2 separate regions of the Mus musculus genome follow, and region 2 is linked to region 1. A link is a contact called in public promoter capture Hi-C data. All regions are on one chromosome and are shown on one strand. Each heading gives the region's core, a stretch centred on a gene start, on an enhancer-like site or on the middle of the called end of the contact. The rest is flanking DNA. Distances are from core to core; before and after follow the strand shown. Region 1 has its middle 140 kb from the start of Sdhaf3. Region 2 holds the start of Tac1 (tachykinin 1).

What was found. Promoter capture Hi-C pulls out the DNA fragments that hold promoters and counts their contacts.
Region 2: a promoter capture Hi-C map of maxillary cranial neural crest shows a contact between it and region 1. The contact joins the promoter of Tac1 here to the enhancer-like site in region 1. A contact is called at or near these places in 9 of 39 promoter capture datasets (the 3T3-L1 cell line, cranial neural crest, embryonic stem cells and 5 more) and 1 of 9 other capture datasets (liver).

The regions. Positions count from the first base shown.
Region 1 is chr6:7,089,734-7,093,147 of GRCm38.p6, forward strand. No RefSeq gene overlaps it. Among named protein-coding and RNA genes, the nearest start is that of Sdhaf3, 140 kb to the left of the region's middle. Within about 2 kb of position 1,583, at least 2 of the 459 cell types and tissues checked have an H3K27ac peak or open chromatin away from gene starts, as enhancers often do.
Region 2 is chr6:7,553,400-7,556,813 of GRCm38.p6, forward strand. Tac1 (tachykinin 1) reads left to right here and starts at 1,662. Exons shown (of 7, transcript NM_009311.3): 1 at 1,662-1,762; 2 at 2,206-2,337; 3 at 3,285-3,381. The coding sequence starts at 2,215.

The DNA.
Region 1 (3,414 bases), core at 333-2,832:
AAAACTCTCAGCTCCTTCTTCAGGACCATATCTGCCTGGATACTGTCACGGTTCCTGACACAATGATAATGAACTCTGAAACTGTAGGGTAGCCCCAATTAAATGTCCCTTATAAGAGTTGCCTTGGTCATTGGGACTAATATCCAATACATACAAAGAGCTCAAGAAGCTGGATGCCAGAAAATCAAATAACCCCATTAAAAATGGGGTTCAGAGCTGAACAAAGAATTCTCACCTGAGGAATATCGAATGGCAGAGAAGCACCTGAAAAAATGTTCAACATCCTTAGTCATCAGGGAAATGCAAATCAAAACAACCCTGAGATTCCACCTCATACCAGTCAGAATGGCTAAGATCAAAAATTCAGGTGACAGCAGATGCTGGTGAGGATGTGGAGAAAGAGTAACACTCCTCCACTGCTGGTGGGATTACAAACTTGTACAGCCACTCTGGAAATCAGTCTGGAGGTTCCTCAGAAAATTAGACATAATACTACCAGAAGATCCAGCAATACCTCTCCTGGGCATATACCCAGAAGAGGGAAGACCAATGGGTGGATATGCCGTTCCTCCTTAGAATAGGGAACAAAATACCCATGAAAGGAGTTACAGAGACAAAGTTTGGAGCTAAGACGAAACGATGGACTATCCAGAGACTACCCCACCTGGGGATCCATCCCAAAATCAGACACCAATCCCAGACACTATTGCATATGCCAGCAAGATTTTACTGAAGGGACCCTGTTACAGCTGTCTCATATGAGTCTATGCCAGTGCCTGGCAAATACAGAAGTGGATGCCCACAGTCATCTATAAGATTGAACACAGGGCCCCCAATGGAGAAGTTAGAGAAAGCACCCAAGGAGCTGAAGGTGTCTGCAACCCTGTAGGTGGAACAACAATATGAACTAACCAGTACCCCCAGAGTTTGTATCTCTAGCTGCATAAGTAGCAGAAGATGGCCTAGTTGGCCATCACTGGGACTAGAGGCCCCTTGGTATTGCAAACTTTATATGCCCCAGTACAGGGGAATGCCAGGGCCAAGAAGCGGGAGTGGGTGGCTAGGGGAGCAGGGCGGGGGAAGGGTATAGGGAACTTTTGGGATAGCATTTGAAATGTATATAAAGAAAATATCTTAAAAAAAAAAAGAGTTGCTGTGGTCATAGTGTCTCTTCACAGAAAAACAAAACAAAACAAAACAAAACAAAACAAAAAAAACCCAAAAAAACCCTAACTAAGACAACTTAACAATTTAAAAATTTAAAGACATGTGCCTGACATCACATTAATTGGCAAAATACCTAAAAAGGCTAAGCCACAGCCCTGCCATTCCTTTTAGCCCAGGTGATGATATATGAATTCAAATTACAATGATGTGGACATTTAATCACAAGCAGTTTGAAAGCAGTTCTACAAGTTCATGGGTGCCAGTCGCTCTCCCTGAGCACTCCATGCCTCATGAAGTATTCTGAAGCATCATTCCCTCACAGGCCCTCTTCTCATGCATTTCCTCAGTTGCATATGACCCCTCACTTTCCGTAGTCTCTCCTCTGGGGAGGCCCTGATGCTCATTTCTGCTCTTGCCTCAGGATTCATCTCCCCTGTGGGGTTAGTTTTGCTTGGAACCATTAGATTTTGGGTGAACCATGCTTCTTTTCTCCCCTGTCCTCCTAAATATTTTCAGTAAAGGCCAACCCATCTGAGTTCTCACTGCTCATAAATGTCCTTATTGTCATCTGTGTTTAATTGGTACCCAGCCATTTTGTTCCCTGATAATTCATTGCACCGTGGCTTCAGAGAGCTGTTACCATAATATAGCCAGAAAACAGGTAAGTGCTACTATCTAAAAAGCTCAGATGTTAGACTCTTGTTTCTTTAAATTTGACCTTGAGGCTTCTCCCTTGTAAGGTGCATTCTGGAGCAGGAAAGTGAGGCTGTTGCCTGACAGTCAATCAAGACACAATGCACCATGGAAACAAAATGCATTAAACAGTAGGAACTTTTGTACCTTCAGGTCTCTGCAAGGATGGGGGTGCTGGATGGACGTCTTGATGTGTCACAGTGAATGATGGAGATACGGAGAAGAGTAGTGGGCAGGGGTCATGGTATTAGCACTCTTACAGTGGTCATGTAATGGCTACTTTAAAGATCCCATGTGGTAGGCAGGACCTCTTTATAAAAGTCTGCTGTTGACTGTTAGTTTTCATGGTCTGCAGCTGTGATCCCTGCTTTTGAATTTACTGCGATGAAGACCATATGGGCTATATTGCAAATAACCTCACAGGATGGAACAGTTTTTAACTAGGTCAAAGGCAGTGTCCCCCTATAGGTTTCAAGTAACTTATGTCTCTTTAAAAAAAATGATGCTGAGGCTGCAGTTAAATGAAATGAATCCCTGACTTTCCTGGTGCCCTGGAATTTTTTTTTTTAATTGAAAGACAGTCTTAATTTAAGTGGCATCTTGTGAGCTGAATGGTTTCATTTAAGCAGTGTTTACTAGAGTAGTGATGTCTGTGGAGGCTGCAAGCTAATAATAAGTATCCTGTAGATTAGCAGTATTGTATGTCACCAAGGGAAAGCAGTGGTTGTAATCAGAGGAGTAGGACAGGAAGTTGTGGTGGAAAGGTTGTGGGGGGTAGCAGGCAAAGCTTTCAAGGGGCAGGTGGTCTTTCCCAGATGTCAAAGGAGTTGACTGACATAGATCACTTTATTCTGGGGAGGTAACCATGATAACCTTATCAGACTTGCCCTCAGACACGCAAGTATAGATGTATGAATTTTAGAGGTGAGCAAAGAATATGTGAGCCTCACAGACTGATCAGATAGTGCATCCAAAAGAAAAGTGTAAAGTATCCTGTATTCTTTTTGTGCTTTAGGAATGCTAGTTGACTTGGGTTTCAGGATGATTTTAGTATAAGAATGAAATCATCTCCAGACTATGTTGCTCATTGTTATGGGCACTGGGTACTGTTCTAAATGAATACCCAGTTGAGCTGAGGAGGCCTCTGGATTGTTAACTAACAAAAGTATCCAAACTTGAAGTAAAAGAGCAAGTTAAAGCTACACCCGGTTGAATTTCTACTCTTGTTTTTGGTGTATACTCAAGCTTGAATTGGTCTTCCATCAAATGAACCATTGCCTAGCCTGTAGCAAAATCTTTTCTACTGATGAGTTCCAGAAGAATGTATGCCCTCACTCCGACCTCAAGCTCTTGTGCCTGAAGATAGGAAATTTGTAATGATACCTAAGGCTGGGGCCAAAAAGAAACTTGGCTGGGACTTACTTGTTAGACTAGACTTGGAAAAGAAGGCTGTTTTCCTCAAGTTTGTGTGTGTGTGTGTGTGTGTGTGTGTGTGTGTGTGTGTGTGTGTGTACATGTGCCCAGATGTGTTAGTACACACATGGATGCAAAAGA
Region 2 (3,414 bases), core at 412-2,911, 460 kb after region 1:
TCTGTGAGGTCTTTGTCTTAAAAAATAGGTCATACCTTAAAAGCTCTAAATTGGCAATTTTTAAAGTTGGTAGATCATGGATTTATTTCATATTTCCTGAATTATGTATCAGAATAACTCCATAGTACATGAGAACATATTTTCTACATAAGCGGAGGCATGAAATTTTCAAATTGTTTAGGCAAATGACTGTACATTTGTGTTCACCATTTCTCCTTTTAAAAGTTTTGAAAATAAAAATAGAATGTTCACATTATGAAATCCCTCTGAATGTCTACATTTAGGTTTTAAAACAATATAAACACTGGAGGCAAACATTAGTTTGGCTTGCAAACACTTCTTTCCTCTTCATATTATACTAAAAACATATTAGGGAACGATGATTCCCAAAAGAAAACAACTCTATCCAAAAGACCCCATCGCTCTGGGTGTGGTGGTACACACCTGTAGTTCCAGTAACAAGTAGGCTGAGTTAGGAGAATACCCATTTTGAGTCCTAGTCTAAAAAAGTCAAAACAAATAACTGCAACATCGTTTACTTCATCCAAAGATGGAAAAGTATTATACATCTGGGACAGAAGGTATCTGTAAAACCGTGGTTTGCTAAAGACTTCTGTCTCTGACAGATCTGCAGCACACACACACACACACACACACACACCCTTGGTGACAAAGGTAAACATACAGACTTTATAGCCCTCCAACAAGGCTTAAGGGGAGAGAGGCACAATTATTCTCTTGCAACTCCCTCTACCTTCTGTGTGTGACTGCGAAGAAGCTTCAGAGGAACGAAAGAGGTCCTCAGATGGCTGGTGGGTACGTTCCACATGCTGTTCTACATGCTACAGCGTCCTTGAATGGCTGGTGGGTAAGTTCTACATGCTACAGCGTCCTCAGATGGCTGGTGGGTAAGTTCTACATGCTACAGCGTCCTCGGATGGCTGGTGGGTACGTTCCACATGCTGTTCTACATGCTACAGCAGGCTTCAATTCTTCTTTCTCCTAAATGTAAAGCAAGTCTGCTTTCCTCCTCTAGAACACAAGACTGAAACCCCTTTGCAAGGCTAGAGAAATGAGAGAGAGTATTCTGGCTGATTTAGGGAGGGAGGGCTGTTCCAGCCATGTAACACCTCAGGAACCTTTAAGACACATACAGGTAGAGCTAGAAGGAAAATCCCCGCTTGCCTCATCCCACTGAAGTGCTTGCTAGTGTCTTAGTGTCATTTCACAAGGTTTTGTTGCGGAAGTTATTTGGCTGTCCTCAAAGCTCAAGATTCCCTGACTCCTCTAGAGAGAAAAGTTCCCAAAGTCCGAGGCATGAGTCACTTCACTCAGTTTTGATGAGTAATCTCAGGTGTCACTGAACCTTGTTCGGAAGAAGAGGGGAGGAGGGCGTCAGATTGTCAGACGAAGAAAACAGGTCTCTCTGGATTGGATGGCAAGACCTCGACTTCCCTAAAATTGCGTCATTTCGAACACAATTTGGTCCAGATGTTATGGACTCCGACGGGTTACCGTCTCGGAAACTCTACATCACGCAAGCGAAAGGCGAGGGGGCGGCTAATTAAATATTGAGCAGAAAGTCGCGTGGGGAGAGTGTCACGTGGCTCTACAGGCTCGTCACGCCTGAGATAAATACCGCAAAGCAGGAGCTGGGGACTAGACCGCACTCGGACCTGCTCCGCTCCTGCACCGCGGCCAAGGAGAGCAAAGAGCGCCCAGCAAGTGCGCACCTGCGGAGCATCCCCGCGGTCTGACCGCAGTGAGTACCACTCTAGCCTGCCAGCCAAGGCTGCCTGGGACCCGTCGTGCCTTCGTCGGAGGTGGCGTCCGCCCTGGCTCTGCTCCCACTCCATTCTCAGACCCGGAGAGAAAGTGTGCAAATACCAACGCCTCTCTTTGTCTGCCACCTGCAGAGTCTTCAGGCTTGAGAGTGTGGGCCAGTGGGTAGGGGGCTGGGACGCTGAGACTCAAGGAGAGGAGGATTTGAGGCTCTTTGGCGCCTCAGGAGCCTTCTTAAAGGGTTTGGAGAAGTGTTCGACCTGGTGGGCTTTTGGTTTTGTTTTTATTTTAATCTTGGTTTAGCGGGACCTGTTCTTTCTTCCTTGTGGCACTGAAATTCAGCTGCTCTAACTCTTGGGTGGCCACAGCCTCCTTATGTATAATGTCTCTTTCCCACCTTCCTCTGTCTCCTACTCTCTTCAGAAATCGAACATGAAAATCCTCGTGGCCGTGGCGGTCTTTTTTCTCGTTTCCACTCAACTGTTTGCAGAGGAAATCGATGCCAACGATGATCTAAATTATTGGTCCGACTGGTCCGACAGTGACCAGATCAAGGTGAGTCCCAAACGGGCGTGGGAGCTGTTGCCTTCTCCTTGTGGTAGCACCCTGATTAGCCCAGCTTGAGCTGGAGAGGCGCACTGGAATATAAAGGTCATCACGTCCCGGACAAGGCACAGGGCTTATTGCCCAGAACCAAACTAAGTTTCCTCCCTGAGGGAGGGCAACGTCGTAGGTTCAGTCAGTGTCTCCCCAGTATCTCGCCCCTCCCACCTCCTCTCTCTCCTCTCTGTCTTTCTCTCTCACAGCCGGGTTCTCACCACGCTGGAAACCTCATTAGGTTTTAATCCCTACTTACAGGGTTGGGGAGGAGGGGAAATCGAGGGGGGAATTTAGTAAAACCGCACTGCCAGAGCGTTTGAGATGCTGGATAGAGAAGTGAATCAGTTAATGGGGGCAAAAGCGGGATTTTACTTAGCTGCGGGGTCTCAGTGGAGAAACTAACTCCGCACTCCAGCATTCAGTGCTCCAAGTTTCCCTGTACATCACTCTTGGCTACTGGCTCCAAGGAGCGCGCCTTGGGAAATGGTGAAAGTTGTGCGGTGGTGCAAGGTTGCTCTGAAAGTATCCTCACCCTTCTTCATCCACCCTACTGTTCACAGTTAGGACAGTGAGAGGACTTCGAAGCCTCGCTGAGAGCAAACAAAGGTGATAACAAGAACTTGAGTGAGCCCTCTGGTGCAATTAAGAGCAGAAAGCTTACAGGATCCAGGGCTGGCAGGTGTGGCGCTGCTGCAGGAGCCTCCCCGGTAGACTTTGTGGAGAAGGAAATCCCAGGCGGGGCCAGATTGGGGAAAGTGTATAGGTTTTAGTATGGCCCAGACGCGTGCTAGCCCACCAGGTTCTGGTGTCTGGGGGAATCTGTGGCTCTGGGGGACGCTCAGGTGCACCACTAAGGTGATCCTGGTTCACTTAAGTTGTCTGCTCGCGGGTTTGTCCCCCAGGAGGCAATGCCGGAGCCCTTTGAGCATCTTCTGCAGAGAATCGCCCGAAGACCCAAGCCTCAGCAGTTCTTTGGATTAATGGGCAAGCGGGATGCTGGTGAGATGAGCAATAGTCACTAGATCTATCAGG